Linked DNA regions of Hermetia illucens: region 1 is linked to region 2. A link is a contact called in public Hi-C data. All regions are on one chromosome and are shown on one strand. Each heading gives the region's core, a stretch centred on a gene start, on an enhancer-like site or on the middle of the called end of the contact. The rest is flanking DNA. Distances are from core to core; before and after follow the strand shown. Region 1 holds the start of LOC119649758. Region 2 holds the start of LOC119648289 (protein extra-macrochaetae).

Evidence for each region. A called contact is a pair of places that touch in the nucleus more often than the background predicts.
Region 1: a contact with region 2 is called in a Hi-C map of an unstated tissue, with 7 times the contacts expected there. The contact joins the promoter of LOC119649758 here to the promoter of LOC119648289 in region 2. A contact is called at or near these places in 2 of 2 Hi-C or Micro-C datasets (an unstated tissue and whole body).

The regions. Positions count from the first base shown.
Region 1 is chr2:106,132,505-106,137,514 of iHerIll2.2.curated.20191125, reverse strand. LOC119649758 reads left to right here and starts at 3,607. Exons shown (of 2, transcript XM_038052052.1): 1 at 3,607-4,020; 2 at 4,097-5,010. The coding sequence starts at 4,012.
Region 2 is chr2:105,894,039-105,898,833 of iHerIll2.2.curated.20191125, reverse strand. It overlaps LOC119648289 (protein extra-macrochaetae), which reads left to right and starts at 2,301. Exons shown (of 2, transcript XM_038049945.1): 1 at 2,301-3,076. The coding sequence starts at 2,600.

The DNA.
Region 1 (5,010 bases), core at 2,358-4,857, 240 kb before region 2:
GGCCGTGCCCGCTGACACGAACTCGAGCTATTTCTTGGCGAGCATAAGCCCCACATAGTGCTCCTGTGTGAAACCAGGCTGCACTATAAACATAAGCCCATTTTCCCAAATTTCAACCTCTTCAGAACCGACCGTCCTCAGTCCAATCCACAAGGCCGAGACACCTGTGGTGGAACGGCCATCCATATTTCCGACAAAATTCCTTACCAAACAACTGTTCCCTCCGCCCAATAGCTTCAAATCTATTGAGGTTACCCTTATTTCCATTGAAACCCAATCCTCCCTGGTCTTCGTAGCTGCTGTCTACTGTCCCGATAAATCCTTTGACACCCATGACATCCGTTCGATCCTAGCCTACTGTGCCGCTCAACCGAGAGCAAATAAGTCCTGGTACATAATTATAGGGGGAGACCTCAACGCCAGGCACCCGTCATGGTTCGCTGTACGGTCGAACCAGAACGGGGAAAAGCTCCACCGTTTCCTAACCACCTCTAATCCCAATATTAACCTCTCCCACTTCAGCCCTGCCCTCCCTTCATTTAATAAAGGGTACTACCATTCCTACCTTGACCACTTCCTAATCAGCAGCAACATCACCATCAAACCCAATCCCAATACTTATCCCTTCCTAGAAACAGCCCCCGATATCAGTGACCATGACGCCGTGGTCTTAGAAGTTTCACTCCCCGACAGAGCCACCAGACCCTCACCCGCTTTAGTCCCTGACTTCCAGAAGGCGAACTGGAAACTCATCAACCGCACCCTTAAATCCAGACTTGAGCCTCTCCTCCTCCCTACCAACGAAACAGTTTCCAACGACACTATAGATTGGACAGTTCGTCAGTACACTGAAGTAATTCAGCAAGTATGTGACGAGCTGATACCATCTCGGTCCCTCAGCTACCGCAACCTTATTTCTCTCCCCAACGATATCCTCGAGGATATCAAATACAAGCGTACCCTAAGGCGGAGGCTGCCAATGCAGCCTCCAAGAACAAAAAATCAGTGGGTATCGACAAAATCCCGTCCATAGTTTTAAAAAAGTGCGCCCCCAACATTTCCACCACACTCTCCTCGATCATTAACCACTGCGTCCTCAACGCACACTTCCCCACCGAATGGAAAAATGCTCGCATAGTTCCCGTCCCAAAAAAGAACCTGAATCCACTTAATCCCAATAGCTACAGGCCTATCTCCATCCTTTCTTCATCCACCAAAATCTTCGAGCGGATTATCAAATCGGATTATTATTAGATGAGCATTGCACTTCAAACAACACCCTACCCGAGTTCCAATTCGCCAACCGAACTAGACACTCGGTTGAGCACGCACTGCTTGTCCTCAAGACTGATATCCTACTGGGTATCAATCGGAGGACACCCACCATAGCCTGTCTCCTCGACCTAAGGAAAACTTTCGACTCCGTATGGCAATGCGGACTCACGTACAAGCTTTCCGAAATCCTCAACTTCCATCCGCACCTCTGTAAGCTAATTCTTAGCTTTCTAGATGGGCGGAAATCCTCAGTCAACATCCAGCAGCATCTTTCCTCGTCCTATACTTGCCCCGCCGGCATTCCCCAGGGTTCAGTACTGTCTGCAACCCTTTTCTCCCTGTTCACCGCAGACATCCCTAAACCACCTCCACACCCGTGTCCCATCCAGATCCTCCAATACGCGGATGACCTAATCATATATACGACCACGAAAGACATCTCCCGTGGTGAAGCGCGTCTGAATGCTTATTTGGACGAACTTTACCACTATTTCACCCGTTGGAAACTTTCCCTAAATCCCGACAAGTGTGAGACCATCGTCTTCTATGGAGACATGAGGATGACTCCGAAGATGTGGAGTGACACCAGATCACTATCACTCACAATCCACGACCAGCCCATTCTCACTGTTAAAGAAGTCACCTACCTCGGGGTGACAATGAACTCCCGCCTCTCCCACGTACCACACATAACGAGGGCACTAGGCCGTGCAACTCGTACTCTCCGGTCCCTGTATCCTATCCTTAAATACAACATCCCAACTCCCAAAAAGGTTAAGCTGTTTTCCTATAAACAGCTCATCCGCCCACTCCTCATCTTCGGCTTCATCTTCTGGTCCGATTGCTCCCCATCCCAAATGGAGCGACTCCGCCTCAGAGAGCGCAGGATCCTTCGCCACTGCGCCAACATCTTCAAGAACGAGGACCGCTCCAAGTACATATCCAACCAGATCCTCTATGAATCCTGCCAAACCCCACGCATCGATGCCTTCCTTGCCCGTCTTGCCCTCAACTTCCTGACCAAGTGCCAATCCCATCCCAATCCTCTTGTCGCCAATGCCATGCAGATTGAGATCGTGGAAGATAACCTTCTCCGGACTCATCTGTTTCCCCAGATCCTCCTTTCCCTCCAGTCACAGAACCGTCTGTTCGATTCCCTAGGCAGAGTAGTCTTCTACACCGGCAACTTCTCCGACTCCCAATTTTTTAAACCTTCCCATCATTAGCACCCCTCCCAGCTTTTAATTACCATCCTTCCCCCGCACCTCACCCATCCTATCCCAGTCCTTTTTACCCCCCCCCCCTTTTTTTAATATATGCTTAACGAGTGTGTATGTGTATGTATGTGTGTATGTAATACCTTAGATTAAGTTTAACTGTTAAGGTAGTCCCTAAGTTAGCCATAAGTTTATATTCACGCATTATAAGAAATAAAAATTGTTGTTTTTGCGAAAAAAAAGTTGTTGTTTTTGCTTACTTGCATTCCGATCTCTCTTAGTCGACTGTAACGACTAATTAAATTTAAAATGGTTCACTTTCATTGATTACCTAATCTGATTCGGGTCCACATTTTGCCTCGCGGCCAGTATCTGTTCTTCCTATGATAACTCGAGAGCAACATATCAACGCATCTACATACCTATATTCAGCATTATACTACCCTATCTGGAATCTAGAGTATACGAGTTATACTGGCCATCGTGAAATCTATTTGTTGTTGCTGCGGCTGATATCTGACACCTTTAAGAATATTTAAATGACATTGTTGAACCTAAAACACTTACCTCGATTATGCCAGAATTTCTAAAGTCCAAGATAGTGTTCCAACATAACGAATCGACTGTTAAACGTTTTTTTCCTAAATAACAAAGTCTTCGTCATAAGTGACGACTGATGTACGGTGAAAAGTACATTTGTGTGTAGCATTGTCGCCAGATCATCCAATTTATACTCGCCCACATAAAAACGAAAACCTCAAAAAACATCGAGAGAGCTCACAACGGATTTACCATGATTCACTTGGGCGTCCATTTAAGTACAACCAGAATGAATGGATCGACGGCCAGCGTTCAAACGGGCTTATCATCGCCAGCACAGCCGTCTGCCTCCGTAGACCCAATATAGTGAGTTGTGAAATGAATGCACAACTTGTACGTATCTGAACGCTCGTTCTGTTATCTACGACTCGCTTTGCCCAATCTGTTGCTTGAAGTCTCATCAGCTGTGTCGTGTGCATACCCAGGTCCATCAATACCGTAGCGGTGATGGGAAACCCGAACAGCACAAATGTCTGCCATGTCGAGAAAGCCTGGAATGAAAACACACAGACTAATTTCAGCCCCGCATTCGGAGCCCGAAAGAAACCCCGGGGGCTCTGCGAACAGCACATCCAAGGCTTTGCACTTTTCAACTACAGCGGACTCGAGGTTCGACGGCCTGGTTGGAAAACCGGTACAGTGGCAACAGCGCCGCCGCTCATTTGTACGGGCAAACTTGTATATGTCGACGTGTTTCAACGCCCGCCTATGTGTTGATTCACTCGTGGTCGGGCAAAGCAGCCTCTATCTTTGCGAGCGACTACAGCCAGTTGAGCCGGTGCGGGGCCAGGGGCTCAGGGCGATTCAACGGAAACAACACCACTCGCAGCCGCTCATGTAGAAATACGAGAGAGGCACCAGGCTGCCGTCGAAACCGAAATTCCACCAGTTTGCTTCGCTTCGCTACGTAGACGACATCATGGGGAAGGTGAGTTGCGCTAGATCCTCGCTTTCGCTGCTAATTTGCATTCAATTTCTTATATTTCCACATCCTCTCATTGCAGTCGAGAGTCCTGACGCTAATTGAAAAAGTCAACATCATCCGCGAGTACTTGCGGACTCAGCAAACAACGGGTTTGGCGAAAATGTTCAATTGCCACCGAGGCCAAGTCCACCACATACTCAAGCACAAAGACGAGTATCTAGCGGACTGGCTGGCCACGAAAGACCCGACTCGGACGCGGAGACCGCGTTGTAAAGTGCTGAACGCACTGGGCTTGATTCTGTTCGAGTGGATTCTGCGCTGCAGCCACTACGAGTTCACGCTCACCGACGAGATGGTAAAATCAACGGCCTCGGAAATAGCCAAAATCCTGCAGTACCGCCTGTTTAAGCCCAATCCCAAATGGTACTCGCGGTTCAAGATCAAATACAAGTTGGACGGGCTCACGAGCTGGGACGACTGGCATTCCCAGGTGGGAGTCAATCAGCAGAGCTTAGACCTGACTGAAATATTGAATGACTTGCGGGCAATTCACGGAGAGTCGGTCATCCCCAATTACGTTCAGCTCGACGATGACGAATTCAAGGACCTCACCGTCCGGTGCTACGGGAACAGCAACGTGGCCCAGGAGCTTGGGAAGCTTATCTGCAACGGCAATGCAGACGACGATATGGACGTCGCCAGCACCGAGCCGGTGGACATCTTCGGGGAGTCTTCGAACAGCCACAGCGGCTATGTATCGTACAATGGATCCGATTCCGACGAACAATATGCAACCATAAGCATCGATAATGACGATTCCAATGATGCTGTCGATAACAGTGTCAGCCAGTCCCACATCGAGCAAGTAGTCGAGCGGGAAGCAAAGCCAATCCAGAGTTACCGGGAAGCGTTGAATGCATTGGGACCTTTGGAGCAGTTCGCCCTGTTGAAGGAGGATGTCCGGGCCGTGGGGCTCATCAACCAATTAGAAAT
Region 2 (4,795 bases), core at 1,052-3,551:
TGGTACAGTGACGGACCCCTCACAGTAGAGAGAGCGGGTGGCGGTGTCCTTAGTCCACGGAAAATGTATTTGGAGCCTATGGGTAAGCACACTAGCATATTCCAGGCGGAAATATACGCCATAGACTGATGTGCCTCTTTTAATCCTCAAAGGAACTACAAGAGGCAGAACGTTACTATTCTCATCAACAGGTAAGCAGCGATCAAGGCGCTTAACTCCAACCAGATGAACTCTAAACTGGTATGGGAATGCCTTGAGAGACTGAATACGCTCGGCTTGTTCAACAACATCTGGATACTCTGGTTTCCAGGCCATATTGGGTTTATAGGCAATGAGGCAGCGAAGGAACCAGCCAAGAAGGGATAAGCGACGCCTTTGCATGAGCCAGGTTCATGGCTATGACATTTAAAAAGGAAGGGGAACGGTTGAGGGAACTATACTGGGCGACTCTACCAAAAATGAAGCCGTCCCGGGTGATTATTGGGGGATACGAACTTAAGCGCACAAAAGATTGCTTAAACCTCATCAAAAAGAACCTCCGAATCATAGTGGGAGTTCTCACTGGCTAAACTATCACCTGGATATCTATGCACACAGTCAGCAGGTTCTTTGCGGAGTGTGGTGAAACCGTCTACAGGTTTCGGGTCAGTGTCAGGCAGGTTGAGGCATCTGAAAGAACTATTAATACCAAATCCAGAGTTGAAAGATCTGGAAGTAGGAAATATACTAAAATTCCTAACCATTCCATGCTTGAGAAACTACGATTAATAGGTACACTATAACTAGCAAAAGGGGGACAATAGTTCTTTAAGGACGTAGTGCTCCTTAACAGAATAATAATAATCCAACAGGGGATTCCCGTTTACTTACGCCGGGCTCTACGGAGTACAATAATATGGTGGCCCTAGAAAGAAAGGAATGTTCTCCAGAGTGCCATAATCTAATCTCACTCCACCCCAGTATGTCCAGCCTGTAACGCTGGAACTCATCCTCAAGTTGCTGAAAGCTAGCATTCTGGAGGCCCTCGATGGCATTTTCGAGAAGCGTCCACACATTCCAAAAATCAATTCGAGGCTTGTTATGATAGCCAAAGGTCGTTGGCGGCAAGTCTATTCTTAGCAAAAGCATGGATAGCTTTTCCATAGCAATCGAAAAGTGAAAATCTGCAGGTTGCTAGTCCACAGATTTGTTTATGTAAAGTTGCGTTAAATTTCAAAGATTAAATTGACTAACATTGACATGTTAGGCCATTTGTGGAAGCATAAAAATCAATGCATCCGCATTTGAAAATCAAACCGTTATCAATTGTTTGGTAAATTGGAGGTTGCTTCGAGGATTGTTTCCCGCTGTTGATTACTATGTAGTCCGAGATTTCTTTTTCAATTGCCCGCTAAGTCGTTAATTCACTATAATTTCAAGGGGAAACACTAAATATTAATGTTCGTAATCGAAACATGTTCGTGGTTGACAAATCCTGAAAGTGATTCAAAGTCAAATCAGCGATTTCTTCCCACCAAAACACCCGGCCACCGAGTGAAATAACTCAGTTCACCCCGAATGAATTTTCTCACGGTCACGACTGCCGAGCACAAAGGGCTGAAATGCCTTCCCCGGCATTGTCGGGAATTCGCCATCTGATCTTCAGCTGCAACTTCGCTACCCTCCATGGCTCTGAACGCGGCCAGTATCAAGCCAAAACCACGGCAGCACTCTCTGCTCGAATTTTCCCATATCGCATGCAACAAAACATTCAACAGGTAGTCCCGCAACCCAGGCCATGCAAGAATCTCCGCAAAACAAAGCAGCTGTCAACAGCCGGGGCGACCGGCGCTTCGCTTTACATATTTCAATTGGTCGCACCCCTTGCGCCCTTCCCCTCTCTGCAACGACAAGATGCACAAATAACTCGGAATTCTTACCTCGCGGGCGCTTGGGGACTTTTTCCCGTCGCTCCACGATTCCAGCTCAGTCAAAACATTAACCTGTGCGACCTCCTCACGACCGATAACGATAATTACGGGACGATTATGAGCACGGCTTGCAAAACAAAAACGAAAGACAAACCGTCCACAATCGCGATTCTGTCGGGTATTGTTCGGCTATAATCAACCAAATGCACATCGCGCTCGCACCCCATTGGTCAGTAGCCCGTCACGAGGAGAATTGGCCGCGGTGGCGGGGCATCTTCGTGATTTCGTTCAAAGGGGAATTTGCAATACGAAAGATATCTGACTTTCAAGCGATCTGATTGGCTGAGAGGCGGAGTAACCGATTCCGTATAAAAGCCGCGCTGGGGGAAATGAACGTCATTTCGAGTTGTCGTCTCGAGTGCTAACGTCGGCTTGGCTTTGCGTGGTCCCACACTCAGTTCTTGTGCAGTGCCGAATAATTGGTAGTGAGAAAACCATTGGTTGTTGGTAATATCATCGAAGTGGATAAAGTTTTGTGTAGTTAGCGCATTACCTGGAATATTTAACTGGATACTTGTGGATAAGTCGTCATACAGTGCAGGCGTATCAGTGACCTAGTGTGAACACCCTTCAATAAATTAGAAGCGCATTTTTGTGATTTAGAAGAAAAAAGAAACTTGAAAGTTACTATGAAGGCTATTACAGCAGTTTGTGCAACCGGTGCGTCCGTTCCGGCTATTATTAACGGTCGCGTTTCACGGCATCGGGACGGCGAGAATGCCGAGATTCAAATGTACCTTTCGAAACTCAAGGATCTAGTGCCGTTCATGCCGAAAAACCGTAAACTCTCCAAATTGGAGATAATCCAGCACGTGATCGATTACATTTGTGATCTTCAAAAAGAGTTGGAAACCCATCCCGCCGTGAATAGTTTCGATGCCGCCGCAGTGCTCGATGTTGAGACGCAGAACCAGCAAATGGAGAATCTCCCCAGCAGCGTGGCGCTTCTAGCCGCCAGCAATACAGTGTCCTCTAGTCCTGCGTGTCAACGTCAGCCCTTGTCTGATCGGCCCAGCCCAAATACAATTCTGTCATCGACTCATAGCAGCCCACTCACCACACCCGCCGAGGCGAACCTTCACTCAAACTCATCACATTCACATACGGTAAGTTTCAAAGGATTAAGGATTTTTGGTCTAATTGAGTACGATGAGGGAGACTTTGGTGTCAGTTTTTGAAAAACCCTATGGTATACGTTGAAGGCAGCTTCTTCAGTAGCATTATTCCTTCCTGCCTGGGATACCTAAAGGGAGTCATTTCGCGTTCTGTAAATTTAATTGCTGGCGGCGTTAGTTCTTCTTAGATCGCCCCAGTAATCCTCAAAAAGAAGAAGTCTGCGTGGGCACCCTGTACTTTATAAAGGAGTGAACAGGAGGCAGAAAAAATATTTGAAAGAATAAGTAAATTTAGACCTTTCGGTAGAAATATGCCACCAACTATTTCCCGCAGAATAAATTTCTTTAATTGAGGTATATCTGTGATTTGTTACTTAGAGGGCATTCGCTAATTTCTGATTTGCCGATCTGCGGTTGAGCATCGAATCTTTATCCAATCTGGGAGCCAAGCGGGGACTCTACGCCGCAAGCTAACTCGAGTTTATTAAAGACGATTTTAAATTGCGAAAACCATGACTGACTCATACTTTCCATTTCGGTTATATCATAATCGCGCAAGTAATCAGGTATGTCGCCTAAAACTGTTCAGCACTGCCAAATTCGTTGACTGAATGTCTGTCGCCGCAGGGCAATGTCATTACTCAAATATTTGAGTCCGCCCGTCCGAAATGTTTGTTCCCGTTAGCAAAACACTCATTCCTTGGTCGTCACGTCCATTCCCAGTCCGCCCAGCTCATCTCGCTTATGCACAATCAGTCGCCAAATAGCGCCTCCGCATCTTGCCCCATTGAATATTAAAGAGCTCAGCTGCGCGCCTCGTCTCAGCATCGATGGCTGAGCCAACAACAAAACAGAAAAACAACAAAACCAACAAAAAACAAAGCACCGAGAAAAAATAGACAGAAACCCGAGAGTCATGTTTTAAAATCTCTGAACACCTGCGAAAATCGTATTTCGAAATCACGTCATCACGTTGTAAAAATTTCACCGATTTTGGGGCCGTTCATTTCGAGACCGAGAGAAGGTCTTAGCCCCCCTGCCAAACTCCGTGTGCATACCATCTTGATCGACGGACAATCAAACGCCAGGTTTTCTGTAATTACGCCGACAAGCCTGTCTAATGCCTGGACTGTTGCAAAAAGTGGAGATTTAATGGCCCCACGTAGTTGCTTTGTGTTGTTGGCAATCTATCATGCTTCCATCGGACGCCCGATCGACGTGCTCATGCCATCTGGAATCGAGCTTCGAACCGTAGCGGCGGGAGAAAATTCTGCACGTGCACCTCCGTCTTGTACCATTGGAACATGGGGAGCTGATCTTAAACCGCTTCTGCACCTCCCATAACGGAAGCATTTGATCAGGTCGAGGAGGCTAAGGACACTGCGTCCATGGACTGCATCTTTGCCAGAAATAGATGAATGAAGATCGCGCCAGTTATCTTGTGTGCTCGCTGTATCATTGAGGTTAATGATGGACTTAATTGTGGCCTCCACTTGGAACCCCGCTGCTCGCTAGCCTGCATTTTGCAACTAAACGGTCGACACGATCTCAGGCGATCTTGACAAAACTCCACCTCGTGATGGCGTGTTGCACAATGGATAGTTGACTGGGGTTGCAAAAAATTTCGAACAATTAGAACGGACGTTGCAGTAAAGTTTTGCAAAATGAGCTACATCCAAGCTCTCTAGACGGGAATAACGCAGTCCTGAG